Regions from separate parts of the Sus scrofa genome. Here regions 1 and 2 are each linked to region 3. The links are chromatin contacts, called in public Hi-C and promoter capture Hi-C maps. All regions are on one chromosome and are shown on one strand. Each heading gives the region's core, a stretch centred on a gene start, on an enhancer-like site or on the middle of the called end of the contact. The rest is flanking DNA. Distances are from core to core; before and after follow the strand shown.

Region 1 (4,628 bases), core at 1,866-4,365, 280 kb after region 3:
GTGTGTACAAGACCAGTGAGCTTTGGAACAATGAGGAGCAACTACCTGGGGGCGCTGTACTCAGAAATGAGGCAGCCACCACTGGAAAGTGGGAGTTAAAGCCAGGAGAGAGAGGAAATTGCCCTCACACACACACACACACACCCACCTCTAAACACAGAGAAGGGCAAAGGATGGGTGGGGGTGAGGGCATTAAACCAAGAATAACCAGCCCAGCATAACCACTAAGAGAAGCCAAAACCAGAACATGCTTCTCTTGAGGGTGGAACTGGGGGTGAGGATGCCATGGTGGGGATTATTGTGTTGCCTGAGAAGCTCTTGTGCACCATTTGATATTTTAACCTCCTGCAGGTATGAACTTAATGGAATACTTTAATATATATGCTTTTACGAAAAAAAAAAAAAAAAAAGGAATGGAGTTCCCGTCGTGGCACAGTGGTTAACGAATCCAACTAGGAACAATGAGGTTGCGGCTTCGGTCCCTGGCCTTGCTCAGTGGGTTAAGGATCTGGCATTGCTGTGAGCTGTGGTGTAAGTTGCAGACGTGGCTTGGATCCCTCGCTGCTATGGCTCTGGCGTAGGCTGGCGTCTACAGCTCCGATTAGACCTGTAGCCTGGGAACCTCCATATGCCGTAGGAGCAGCCCTAGAAAAGGCAAAAAAAAAAAAAAAAGATAAATAAATGCTTTTATTTGGCACCCGTTATTTCATCTCATGTGCTTAGGATCTTGGTGGACGGGAGAGCCTCTGTCTGCTCTTATGTTGCCTCTAGTCTCCTTGGGGAGAGGAGATGCTGCTAAACAAACCAGCAAACAAAATAATAAATATGATTACGATTGGGATTCATGCTATGTTTAATTTCATAGCACACAAAAAGTTAGTGCAGCTTGTATAAACTTAAGTCTTTAGTCATGATACTGCACTAGTTTTTAAAAGATTATTTTAAAAGTAACAGTTCTTTCTTGAGAAGCTTGTTTTGCTCTAACTAGAATACACGACGCGCTGCAAATCAGATGTACAAACTGAACAGCTGCCTCTTCGTTGTTTTGTTCCTTTGCTACTCATTTTAATGAATACTTTGAACAGACTCCAGAACATTAAATTAGATATATAAGCATGCTTCGAGGGTTATATCATGTTAGTGTATTTAAAACTTAGTAGTGATATCATTCTCTAAATATAGTAAGTTTTTAAAAGTCCATTATTTTAGCTGCTTTGCCCTCTATAAATAATTTGGTAGTAAGACAGACAGCAGATAAAAATTAACCCAAGGTTCCGTATCCTAGTATGGATAGGAGAGAGAGCTGGGAAAATCCCCCCCGCCTACCACCACCTTCCTTCTTCCTGACATACGAATCTTGATAATTGGGGGAAATCTTTTGGGAGTCCTTAGTAGAAATTTGCCTTTCCTGGCTTTTCTGGTAGAGATCTGAGCAACAGAAGAGAAACGGGGGAAAGCATTACCAGCATAGGAGTTTGCTTCTGTCTTTTTGATACTTCCTGTTGCTGAGGGTTTGTTCAAGAGGAAAAGATTAAAAAGATATATGGACGGAGGAAGATGGATATCAGCTGTCTCATCTCTCTCGCCTTTCATGGCATGTGCAGCAGTCTAAGAAAGTTTAAGTCTTGTGTTCCTATATCCTGAGCATTGGCTTATGAGAGTAAACCTGGAATACTTCATCTCCCTTGATTTAGGCCCCTTTGTTTCCTCTGTGAGAAAGCTGGTGAGGGTGTTTTAAGCTGATACTGTGGACCTGTAAGGTATAGTTATAAAGCACTGGAAGGAAACTGTTTTTGGAACCTGCTAGAATTATACTAGTGCACTTCTTCAAAGAGTGTCATACGTGGTAATTAAAGGAGCTCTGTTTATTTTATGCTTTTATTCATCTCTGAATGCTTTTTTTGTATGGATCTTTTCCTTTGATTTTTTTTTGGGGGGGGAGGGGGGCATGCCTGTGGCATGAGAAAGTTCCCAGGCCAGGGATAGAACCTGCACCAAAGCAGTGACCCTAGCCACAGCAGTGACAACGCCAGGTCCTTAATCACTAGGGAACTCCCTATTTGATTTTTTTTTTTTTTGGTCTTGTCTTTTTAGGGCTACACCCACAGCATATGGAGGTTCCCAGGCTAGGAGTCGAATCCAGGCTGTAGCTGCTGGCCTACATCAGAGCCACAGCAACACTGGATCCAAGCCACATCTGCGACCTACACCACAGCTCGTGGCAACACCGGATCCTTTACCCACTGAGCAAGGCCAGGGATCGAATCCATATCCTCATGGATACTAGTTGGGTTTGTTAACCACTGAGCCTCGATGGGAACTCCTGATTTTTTTTTTTTTAATACAGTTCTAGCAAACAATTCTTACCGATGCAGGACGAGTTTTAGATGTGTTAAGTACTTATATGGGAGAGAAAGTCTAGTATCACCTCTCCAGAAATCATTTTGTTTAAAATAATCACGAGTTATTAAGCATTCTGATTGCTCCAGAAGTTAAGAAATAGAATCACTGGATCACGGAAGCCTAGAACCCATGTCTAATACTCGTATCTCTCTTTAGGAGAAATTTTCTGATGTTTTGTTCAGTGAGTAGAGTTTGTGTAACCCTGGCTGGCTGGTTAGCAGATGTGTGTCACCAGTCCCAAGGGGGGGGCGGGTCCCACGTGATTGGTTATTTACGTGAGTCAGTGGCAGCGTCTGTCATCATATTTAAAGAACTGTACGTGTTAGTGTGAAACTCGGGTGTAAAATGGGCAGCCCGTTGTTGCTGATGAGATCATTGGCAAAACCCACACCCCTTTCCAGACAGAAAGATCCCCATGGAGATAAGCCTGCTTTCCCCAAGGAGTCACTCAGCCATGCCTGCTACTCCCGAACCAGCGTCTCGTTTCACTTTACCTGTCCCTTGATTTGAAGTGCTGTGTAAATGAACTCCTAGCTTTCCAGAATTGTTCTTATGGAAATGATTTTGTTTGAGCTACTCCTATCAAAGACACCTGAAAAAACAGAAAGTAAAGCGGGCCAACCACATGAGCTTAGAAACTAGCAGTTAATAAATTGTCTGCTTGCACATCCAAAAATGCACATACTACCTCGATGCCATCTAGAGATGCTGCCTTTTCCTTAAAAGGTAATGATCAAAAGTCCAAAGGTGCACAAGGAAATAGTGAACCTACCTAAGTGAATACACAAGTTTTGTCTTTGGGGCAAAAGTGTGGAATAGAAAATTCCAAAGTTAACTTTCTGTTCTTGAGTAACTGATTTGTAGAAGTCCAAAGTACTCTTTTTGTGCTTTGTTGTGCTTTGTTTTGTTCTGTTCTGTGTTGTGTGCTGTTTTGGTTTTTCCTGATTTCTGTAGTGCCTGCCTTTCTCATGTTTTCTCTGCTCCTAAGGACGCCACTAGGGGGCAGACGAAAGAATGGAGAAAAAAAAAGGAAACCTATGCCCCGCATTGCCTTCGCTATAATTTTATGCCCGCGTGTCTGCTGCTCCTTCGGGATACCTTGCCGGAACATTTTTTTTTTTTCCTTAATGTATTTCATATAATAGCATCTAGAGTGGTTTTTATTACGCTTATTTCTGTATTTAAAGTGTAAACATTTATTCAAGCTTATGGTAATTTTCCAATTAATTCATTGTCACAGTATATTTCTTATGCTTTTCTAGCATGTTTCCACCCTCAAACCTCAAACCACTTAATTATTGTTTATGGATGATTGTAATGATGATCCCTGGAGGGTGCACCTTGTACATGAAGACTCTCATTCATTCATTCAGTCAGTCAGTCAGTCACTACTCCCTGGGTCCCTGCTTTTGTGAAGCATTGTGTGTGTTGGGATTTGAGAAAAGGGCAGTGAAAATGGAGCTCCCAGGAGACTGAATATAAACAAACGATTACTTATGGTTGCCCTCTAAGCCATTTGATGAAAAGAAGAGGCTGAGAGGAACCAGAAGGGATTCTTTTTTTTTTCTTTCCCTTTATACTCTTTTCTTTCTGTTATACTTTTTAATTCTTATGCAGTTTTTAAAGGTGACACTTCATTTACAGTTATAACAAAATATTGGCTATGTTTACATATTATATTGGCAGCATGTCTTACACCTACTAGTTTGTACCTCCCACTCCCCCATCCCTATAATGCTCCCCACAAGGAATTATTGATGACTGCAAAGCTGGATAGTTTTTATTTCTGATGATTCTTTTCTAACTGCTCCTAAAGACTAGAATGCCATATGGGGTTGGTGTGGGGGCTTCGGTGCCTTGTCTAGGGGGCTAGCCAAAGATGTTGTGTTTTTCAGTCTTCCTTTGTCTCTGCTCCACCAAGAATTGGATCTAGTTACCACAAATCATTGACCTCATCCAGCCTAGGGTTACATAATCTTAATCTTTAAATGAAAATCTCATTACTTTTGCCTTTTCATGGTCAATTATTCAACAAAAGACATGGTCAGTTATTCAGCAATATACAGAGCAGTGTTTTTGTTTTTATTTCTTTGTTAAAGCTAGTCAAATTTTAACTAGAGGTATTTTGTTTCTCCCCAACCTTTCCTCTATTTTTAAACCAAACTCTCCTTTGTTCATTGTAAATAATCTATAAATAGATTGCCTAACCTGTTAATTTTTAAGGA
Region 2 (4,658 bases), core at 1,234-3,733, 380 kb after region 3:
AGCTAATGTCCCAATAGCTCAATTTCTAGGCATCTGTATTTCTGTAGGTCCTCTCTCTTCTTCCTCTCTGTGTCTAGACTCTAGTCAAAGTCTGTTTCTCTGTTCCTGTTGTTAGACTCATGGATTTAAACATTCTATTTTCTCTTCCTCCTTTCTTCTAAGTATCTTTCCTCTTTAATTTTCCCCACAAGATTCTCATACAGCTTTCATATGCTCATATGAGAAACTCCCAACACAAATGTTTATATTAAAAAAAGACAGGCGTTCCCATCCTGGCACAGTGGAAATGAATCTGACTAGGAACCATGAGATTTAGGGTTCGATCCCTGGCCTCGCTCAGTGGGTCAAGAATCCGGCATTGCCGTGAGCTATGGTATAGTTTGCAGACACGGACGAGGTTTGGATCTGGCGTTGCTGTGGCTCTGGCATAGGCTGGCGGCAACAGCTCCAATTAGACCCCTAGCCTGGGAACCTTCATGTGCCTCGGGTGCAGCCCTAAAAAGACAAAAAACAAAATAATAATAATAATAATAAAATAAAAAATAAAAAAAGACAGTTGCCACTTTGGAGACAGTTTTATTTATTTTCTTGCTATTTGCTTTCCTTACATTGTTATCAGGCTTAAGAGTCATCCACTTATATTCAGCATATTTTTAGGGTTTTCAAACCAGGACTCAAGATATTTACCTATCATTAAAGAATGAAGAAATATTCTGAATGTTAAATAAATGCTTTATTCTTTTTACTTAACAATGTCAATATTAAATAAATATTTACTCAACTATTTATTGAGTGTCTATATGTCGGCTACCACCCTAGACACTACCTTTTTACCCTCCCATATAATCTTTTTGGTAAAATGATTTTTTAAATATTAAAAAATAAGTTTGTTCAATATATACAAACTCGGAGTTCCCGTTGCGGTGCACCAGAAATGAATCTGACTAGTAACCATGAGGCTGCGGGTTCAATATCTGGCCTTGCTCAGCAGGTTAAGGATCTGGCCTTGCTGTGAACTGTTGGGTAGGTCACAGACATGGCTCTGATTCTGCATTGCTATGGTGTAGGCTGGCAGCTGTAGCTCCAATTGGACCCCTAGCCTGGGAACTCCACATACCCAGGGTGCAGCCCTAAAAAGCAAAAAAATAAAATAAAATAAATAATAATACACAAACTCATTTTAGAAAAATAAAAAAAGAGAAACAAAAATGAATTAGGTAATATACATCAACAACAATCACTTTCAATAATTTTAGGACTATCCTTCCAAAGTTTTATCTATATTTTTGAACTGTTAAAATTTTTTAGTTACTACTATATAATAAACTTTTTTCTACAGTCTGGTTGTTACAAGTTAATAATAATTCACTTTGTGGTATACAACAGTTTTAAAATCAAACTTTCAATGTTGGACTATATTGTGCTAGCATTTCTCAAGTACATATAAAGACGATGATGATCATCATTTATATAGTTTTCTTTTTATCTATCCTTGGGGGTTCCCTAGAGTCTCAGACAGGGCATTTCTAATAGGCTGGGGAACATTCTTCCAGATCTCAAAGAATTATCATTGAATTGGTTAAAAGTTTGCAGGTTAAATATTCAAAGGAAATCCCTTCTGTTTGTAATTCAGCATAGTCAATGGTTTGGTCAAACCTTGACTCTTGACAAGTTTGTCTCCTTTATTCAATACGTACTAATAGAATATTGGATATGGGGATATAAAGATGAGTAAGAGCCTATGCAGGGCAAATAACAATTTAGTGCAGTATGCAGATTTGCTGTCAAATAGAACACCATGTGCTTAAATTCTGCAGTAGGTGGATGCAAAAGGCTGTGTTGAACATAGCGTAAAGCAATGTACAAACCAGTGATTACTTGTAACACTTTTTTAGAAGAATGTCTGTTTTTATTTAATATTTGGTGGTTGAGGAAAAGATATAACCTATTACCTCTCTTTCTTATCTGCTAATTACTCTTGTTTCTCACATGGTGGTTGGCGCAGTTTGCTTACTTTTAGCATGTAAACTTAGAGGAAATATCGTCTAACTCTACCGAAGAAGGAATTTAGAAATGATCAATCATATAGCTAACATAAGGATGACAAAACAAACAAAAATCACACTAACAGGCACTCTTCTTAGACAACAAAACAGTGAGACGTCAACTGGGAAAACCGTATCATTGTCAACTCTGTGGCGTCACGCCAATAAGCGGAGGCGGTAAAAGAGAGGCCTGCAGAAGCCTCTACGCTGCAGCAGGCGGCGCAAGACCCGGGCAATTTTTCGAGCAGCGCTGGGATTACTGCCAAGCTGGGGAAGCACAGCGACCCGGCACAGCGAGCCGTTAAGAACGACTGTAAGACTGCGGTGGCGTCACGCCCGGAAACCGACGCACAAACTTACGTCTCCGAGCCCTCCTTTGAGGCCCCGCCCACTCATCGCCCTAGAGCCCGTAGGGGCACAGGGGGCGTGGCCAAGAGCTTGGAGTAGAGAATGCGCATGCGTACTTTGAAACCCCGGTCTCTTAGCTAACTATCAATCTCGCGAGTGTTGAAAGTCGGTGGCGTAGGTAGTAGACCTGGATGCTGGCGAGATACCTGATATCTACCAGAGGAAGAAGAGGAGGCGGCTAGGCTAGTTCCTGGTCTTGGTCCTTCTTGCTTTCCTTTCTTTTTCCCCCAACTCTCCGCCCTCCTGTAAATCGGCCTGCCTTCTCTGACCTCAGTGACCCGGGTGGCCCCGCCCACCCTCGTCGACGTGATTCCCGCCGTGAGGTAAAGCGCCGGTCGAACCCAGAGCCGGGAGGAAGAGGAGGACAGCTAGAGGGGGAGGCTCCTGGGCCTGGCTTGGGCTCGTCGCCGAGCTGCGGAGAGGAAGCATTCGGGTGGTCCTTCCGCTCCTCCATCGGCTCACTGCGACGTAGCCACCCAGGCCTAGGCCTCCTCCTCATCCCTGCTGGGCCGGGCCTCTGGCAGCAGCGGGTGACGCAGACGGAACATCATGTCGTCCGCGGCCGACCCTCCGCCACCCCCGCCTCCCGAGAGCGCGCCTTCCAAGCCCGCATCCTCCGCCGCCTGTAGCGGGAGCAACAACAGCAACAAAGGCGGCCCCGAGGGCTTCGGCGTCCCGGCGGCTCCCTCCGCGGCCGGCGCCGGCCCCACGGACTCCGAGATGGAGGTAAGGACGGCCTGTGGCATGGGGAGAGGGCGGGATAGGGAGGAGGAACTGGTTCCCTCTGCTGTGTATTGGTGATAAAACGCGAAGCCGAACTTCACTCCTCTGCACCCAAACTCGGCCTCAGACCCTTGGATGATCCGAAATGATGCTCTCCCTTGCGCCCTTCTGCTTACCTATGCAAGTAGACTCAGCTGGGTCTCTGGCACCTCATATTTGCGTTATTTGTCTCTTTCGCGAACCTTGCCAAATCCTCAAACGCTCTTATTAGACACATGTTCTTGATTACTGAGGCCGAGACGGATCTGCCGACTTTTTTTTTTAAGTGAGGCTCCCATAATTCCCTCGCCCATCTCTGAATCTCGATTTTAGTTTCCACTAAACCTGGGGGGAGGGGGAGGGAGATTTCCCTTTAGGAACGAGGGTAGACGGACGGGGTGGGGAAGGCATTTAAAAGCAGCGCATCCGAGGATTTGGGCCTCCTTTTCTTCATCCCGGTCCTTGCGGGGGCGGTATCTGTTCTGGGCAGAAACAATGGCGAGAGCTGGATGGCTGAGGGCGCAGTGGGGATAAGCGGGGCGCAGCTGCTCCTGTGAAGGGAGAGGAGGCTCCTCCCAGGCGCTGTTCCATTGGGAGGGAAGCGACCAAGGCAGCGGCAGCTGTCTGGAACCCCCATCTAATTTGGGGGTGGGGTGATGGATGGAAGGATGAATGATTTAGTGAGTCAGGGGTTGGGGGGGGGTTGGGGGTTTTCAGACCAGCACTCCTGTAGGGCATTGGCCTGTATTTGAGAATTGGTACCCCTCCCTGCCGCGGAGCCTGCCTTCTGGGCTGGGGTTGGCCGGCCAGGGGATGGTGACAATACTGCGGGGGTGGAAAGATTGGGGAACAGCCAGGCGGGTCTCTTGGGTGTGCTCCAAGGCTTTGCGATGTCTGGGAACAAAGTGATTGCTTGCTCCTTCCAAATTTTATTCTTGGCTTTCGATCTGTTTTGATATATGTTATAGTCGCAGGCCAGAGATTTCTGGGACTTTTCCATCCTTAGATAGATTGAGCTAAGGTAATACTGCTTTAAAAATGAACATTGCTGCAGAATTAACGCAATAAGGAAATGGTAGCGCGGTTTACCATTGAAGCATTTGGCGCAGTAGTTTTATTTGGGCCCCAGCGGTCTAGTCTAGGATGAAGTAACACGTTAGTTTTTGGAAGAACTTTTAGGTGAAGGTGGACCTCGATAGAATAGGACTTCTGGTATTCTGTAGTTTTCGGTGTCTTGAGATTTGTTTCAAATTCCTGTCTGGTGTTGCCTATTTTTCTCTTTAGGTTTTAAATCGTTTTTTGAATTATCAGGGTTAACGTGGATTCCTGCTTCCTGGCCTAAGGGGGTTTGAAAGTCTGACATTGAAAGCAATTGTATGTAAATATACCGTTCTGAACAAATTGATGTTTTGCTGTTCTCAGCTTCTCAAAGGGGGCTGTCAT
Region 3 (4,464 bases), core at 315-2,814:
CTTTTCTCCGTAGTTCTATCTTCCATCTATTGGAAAAGAAAAAGTTCCAAAGCTATTCCTGTGTTGTAGCAAGATTGCTTTTTAGATCCATCAATTATCTTTTATCTTCTATCTCTTTCTGAAAACTCGGTCTCAGGTTTTCTCTACCCAGGTCTTACCTCCTCTAAACTGCTATTCTTTTTAAGATTACCCTAATTGCTGTGTTAAATATACTAGTATAACCATTTTATAAATTGGTAAAAACCAAAACACTATTTAGCAAAGTAAATAGCTTACAATTTGTTCATTTTTCCACTGGATACTTTAAATGAACCATTTTTTAAAGTTTGTCAGTATCACAGGCCACTAATGATTTCACAATTACATTGGTGAAGACTTAACAGGGCTATAATTAGGCAATATTTTCCAAATTAAAGGCCTCTGATTAAAGACTAAATTCTTACTGTGAATCTTTGCAGTTTAACTTGAAAGACTACAAGGAGGATGACTTCATCTGTTCTTCATTATAAACCATCTTCAGTGTTAGCATACATATAAACATTATGAAAATTTAAGCTTGTATTTTATTTTTCAAAATACTCTTTCGTTCTTTCTCACCTATCATTTACCTTACTCTACACCCATTTTCTGGACAACTTACAAATTTTCCATATGCCATAAAAGCTCATTTAAAAGAGATTTGCTGGAGTTCCCCATCTGGCTCAGTGGTAAAGAACCTTTGAACCCGACTGGGCTCCATGAGGATGCAGGTTCCATCCCTGGCCTCTTCAGTGGGTTAAGATACCCCGTTGCAGCGAGCTGTGGTGTAAGTCACAGACATAGCTCAGATCCAACTCAACGCCTAGACTGGGAACTTCCATATGCCACGGGTGTAGCCCTACAAATAAAAAAAAGAGAGAGAGAGAAAGAGATTTGCTAAAAGCTTGCTAAAGCAAACCTCTATTGACAACTGTTTCCAAATGTATACTGCCGCCAACACATCCCTTACCACAATGTAAGAGTAAAGCACTGGCATTTAAGAACCCTAGCTCATTTACTGATGAAAGATCTAAGACCTTAAACGATTTGCCTTCAATCCGAATTCTGAGTTCTTTTCCTTACTTTCTCCCCAAATGCTTTTCTACTCCTGCTTCCAAAACTTTCTCATTAACAAGATTTTACATAAATAAACTTTTATCAGCCTATCACAAGCAACCTGACCGGGACAGAACGGACAGAGATCCAGAGATCGGAAGGTGGGAATCCTAGAATCGCAGCCACTTCTAACACTTCCGCTCCTTGGCCGCTCCTCCAGAAAAGCCGCCTACCACTTACAAAGGATCCCCTGCGATGGGGGCGTCGCCGCGCGACTCCAAGAGAGGCGGCCGCGCTTGCGTAGCACCGAAGGGGCGGGGCGGGCCCCCGAGCGCAGCCCGGGAGTGTGTAAACGAGCTGGGGCGGAGAAGGAGGGTGAAGGGTGGGGCGGAGGGGCGGAGGGGCGGAGGGGCGGAGGGGCGGAGGGGCGGAGGGGCGGAGGGGCGGAGGGCGGAGGGGCGGAGGGGCGGAGGGGCGGAGGGGCGGAGGGGCGGAGGGGCGGGCCTTTCCGAAGTTCCGATTTCCTTCACTTCCTGTTTGCTGCACTTCTGCATCCGGGTCAAGGGTGTCCACCTCCACTTCTCCCCGGCAGATCCGGCACCCTCCGTGACAGCAGCTCTTGACTCTACCCAGGGCGGGTTTTATCCCGCGACCTGTTGGAGTCCGGACTCCCACATCTGCCACGGGTCGCGGAGGCGCACTTCCTCATCTTCCCGCTCTCAGCCCCGGGGCCTGAACGTCCGCCGCCTCCGGGGGGCCCCGCTGGCCTCTCCGCGCTGATGCTGAAGGGGACCGCGGGCCCGGGGCAGCGGCGGAGTGTGGGCCTCTGGCTTCTTAGGCCCACCGCTGACGGTGCCGGTTCTTACGCGCCCCAGGCTTGCCAACTCCCGCCCGGGCTTGGATGGCCCTCTCTGCCCGATAAATGAGGCTACTGAGCAGGCAGTGGCGGTGGTCGGTCCAGCTGCTGCTCTCCAAATTCACCTCCGTCCCGGGTTTCTCCAGGCACACCTCGGGGTTGTGGCTGCCCGCTCCTTACCACCTGGCCCTGGCTTTGCAGCGTGGCGACAATGGACAAGATCCTGGAGGGCCTGGTGAGCTCTTCGCACCCCCTGCCCCTAAAACGGGTGATTGTGAGGAAGGTGGTGGAGTCGGCGGAGAATTGGCTGGACGAGGCGCAGTGCGAGGCCATGTTTGACCTGACGACCCGGCTTATCTTGGAGGGCCAGGACCCCTTTCAGCGGCAAGTGGGCCACCAAGTGCTGGAGGCCTACGCGCGGTACCACCGGCCAGAATTCGAGTCCTTCTTCAATAAGACTTTCGTGCTGGGCCTCCTTCAGCAGGGCTACCACTCGCTGGACAGGAAGGACGTAGCCATCCTGGACTACATTCACAACGGCTTGAAACTGATCATGAGCTGCCCCTCGGTGCTGGACCTCTTCAGCCTGCTGCAGGTGGAGGTGCATCGGATGGTGTGTGAGAGGCCCGAGCCGCACCTGTGCGCCCGACTCAGCGACCTCCTGAGCGACTTCGTGCAGTGCATCCCCAAGGGGAAGTTGTCCATCACTTTTTGTCAACAGCTGGTTCGAACGATAGGCCACTTCCAGTGCGTGTCCACCCAGGAGAAAGAGCTGCGGGAATATGTCTCGCAGGTGACAAAAGTGAGTAACTTGCTGCAGAATATCTGGAAGGGGGAGCCCTCCACCCTGCTGCCTTCCCTGCAAGAAGTTTTTGCAAGCATTTCTTCCACAGGTAAGGGTCCTTCCACCCCAAGAAAATCTCTCTTGGAAATTTAATATGTGCCTCTCATGTACACACCGCGTTTGCTTCCCTGCTCTGAAAACATCTTAATGGGAGAACATTCTTAATACTCTCATCCATATTCCCATCCACTGCCCTATTCTGGCTGTCACGTTGGACCTTAAAAAACAGTCAGTGTTTTTGTTTTAAAGGTTGAGAACGTCAGTCTTAGACCTTTGGAGCAAAACAGGTTGCTTAATTACCCAGCCTTTGCTCAAGTTATGGAATGCTTTGCCAATGACAGCTACTATATAAAGCTCCTATTCATTAGTGACTAATAGCCGCATTAAAAATGTTTACCATATTATTACTGTGCTATGACTCTGTCACCTTGTTGGAATGAGTTGTTCCTTAGTTTCTGAATTCTCTGATTTTTTTTAATTCATGGAGGATGCCATTTGTTTTATTACTGATTATCCTATTTAACTATGTAGTTCTTGCATATTGCCATTTTCTACCTACAGTAGTTTGTGAGAGTGGATACAGGTGGAGTGAGGGAAGGGAAAGTAAGTGAAGGCTTAAATAGGTGTTTTTGAGTTCCAGGTGTAAATAGCCCATCAGCTGTGTCATTAGAAATCCGGGAGGGGTTAAGTACTTAGCAGGAAAGAGCTTTATTGCCAGGAATTTAACATGTGCGTTGACATTCCTTGTTCAGACATGGCACTTCCAGCTCTGTAAGTTGTGAAACAGTAGATCCAAAACTGTGTTCCTCCCCTCCCTCTTTGCTTGGTACAGCTATTCTCTGGCTGTTGTTCAAAACTGAACTTGTAAAGGAAGTATCCTCCTTTTATCTTGAGAATCAGAAACAAGAGTAGAGTTTTAACAGGCTCCATGCTTTTTGATAGATTGAATATTTTAATGAAAGAATTGCCAATTATATATTTGCAGTATCCAAGTTGGTTTATATTTTAATTCTAATTGATCTTGTATTGTCTGTGTTGCTAGAACAGATTTCTCCAGAACCTTTTCAGCTGTAACAGTAAAGGTGCTCACCTTGGATTTCCTTAATCTTTATGTAGTTTAAGCAAAGTCCCCCTAAAATTCACCTCAATTTCTACATCTTTAAGAGATTTTAAAAATTTTTCCCTTAATGTGATGATTATTGTAACTAAGATGTAAATTATTTTGGAAGGTCTAAAATGGGAGTTTAAATGAATTTAAATACCTTGCACTTCTTTTCTGACTACTGCCTTAGAAATGAGTATTTTAGCACGAAAATAATGATATTAAATACTGCAAGAAAGTAAAGTAACTTGTGAGCTAAACATGGTGATAGTGAAGAATAGTTTTTATATTGAAGCATTTGTGTCTGTGGAATGAGCACTGCTCACTCTTAATCTCTCATTTCTGCAGTTTAACATTCCTTGTGTGTTAGAGTTTACCCATGAGGTGGAAAGTAACAGCTGCTTTCTGATTAACACTTTTGCTCCAGTTACATTTTGGGAGGTGGGTGGTAAATTGTTGTTTTCTCTAAACACTTCACTTGAACCTTCTTGCTATTTTCCTTTTCCTTTTTCATTAAAAAAACAGATGCATCATTTGAACCATCTGTAGCGTTGGCAAGCCTTGTGCAGCACATTCCTCTTCAGATGA

The links. Promoter capture Hi-C pulls out the DNA fragments that hold promoters and counts their contacts. Hi-C and Micro-C count contacts between places; a contact is called where the count stands out from the background.
Region 1: a Hi-C map of skeletal muscle shows a contact between it and region 3, with 5 times the contacts expected there. The contact joins the enhancer-like site here to the promoter of USP38 in region 3. A contact is called at or near these places in 3 of 47 Hi-C or Micro-C datasets (heart right ventricle, liver and skeletal muscle) and 1 of 2 datasets of contacts at active chromatin or transcription factors (skeletal muscle).
Region 2: a contact with region 3 is called in a promoter capture Hi-C map of liver, with 2.9 times the contacts expected there. The contact joins the promoter of SMARCA5 here to the promoter of USP38 in region 3. A contact is called at or near these places in 2 of 5 promoter capture datasets (fetal liver and liver), 2 of 47 Hi-C or Micro-C datasets (liver and skeletal muscle) and 2 of 2 datasets of contacts at active chromatin or transcription factors (alveolar macrophages and skeletal muscle).

Annotation. Positions count from the first base shown.
Region 1 is chr8:84,322,573-84,327,200 of Sscrofa11.1, reverse strand. The region is part of intron 1 of GAB1 (GRB2-associated-binding protein 1); the gene reads left to right. Among named protein-coding and RNA genes, the nearest start is that of GAB1, 67 kb to the left of the region's middle. Within about 2 kb of position 3,115, at least 31 of the 83 cell types and tissues checked have an H3K27ac peak or open chromatin away from gene starts, as enhancers often do. A contact at or near this core is called in skeletal muscle, where this site is marked.
Region 2 is chr8:84,222,768-84,227,425 of Sscrofa11.1, reverse strand. SMARCA5 (SWI/SNF-related matrix-associated actin-dependent regulator of chromatin subfamily A member 5) reads left to right here and starts at 2,483. Exons shown (of 24, transcript XM_003129174.5): 1 at 2,483-3,179. The coding sequence starts at 3,003.
Region 3 is chr8:84,598,144-84,602,607 of Sscrofa11.1, reverse strand. USP38 (ubiquitin carboxyl-terminal hydrolase 38) reads left to right here and starts at 1,564. Exons shown (of 10, transcript XM_021100666.1): 1 at 1,564-2,823; 2 at 4,402-4,464. The coding sequence starts at 2,142.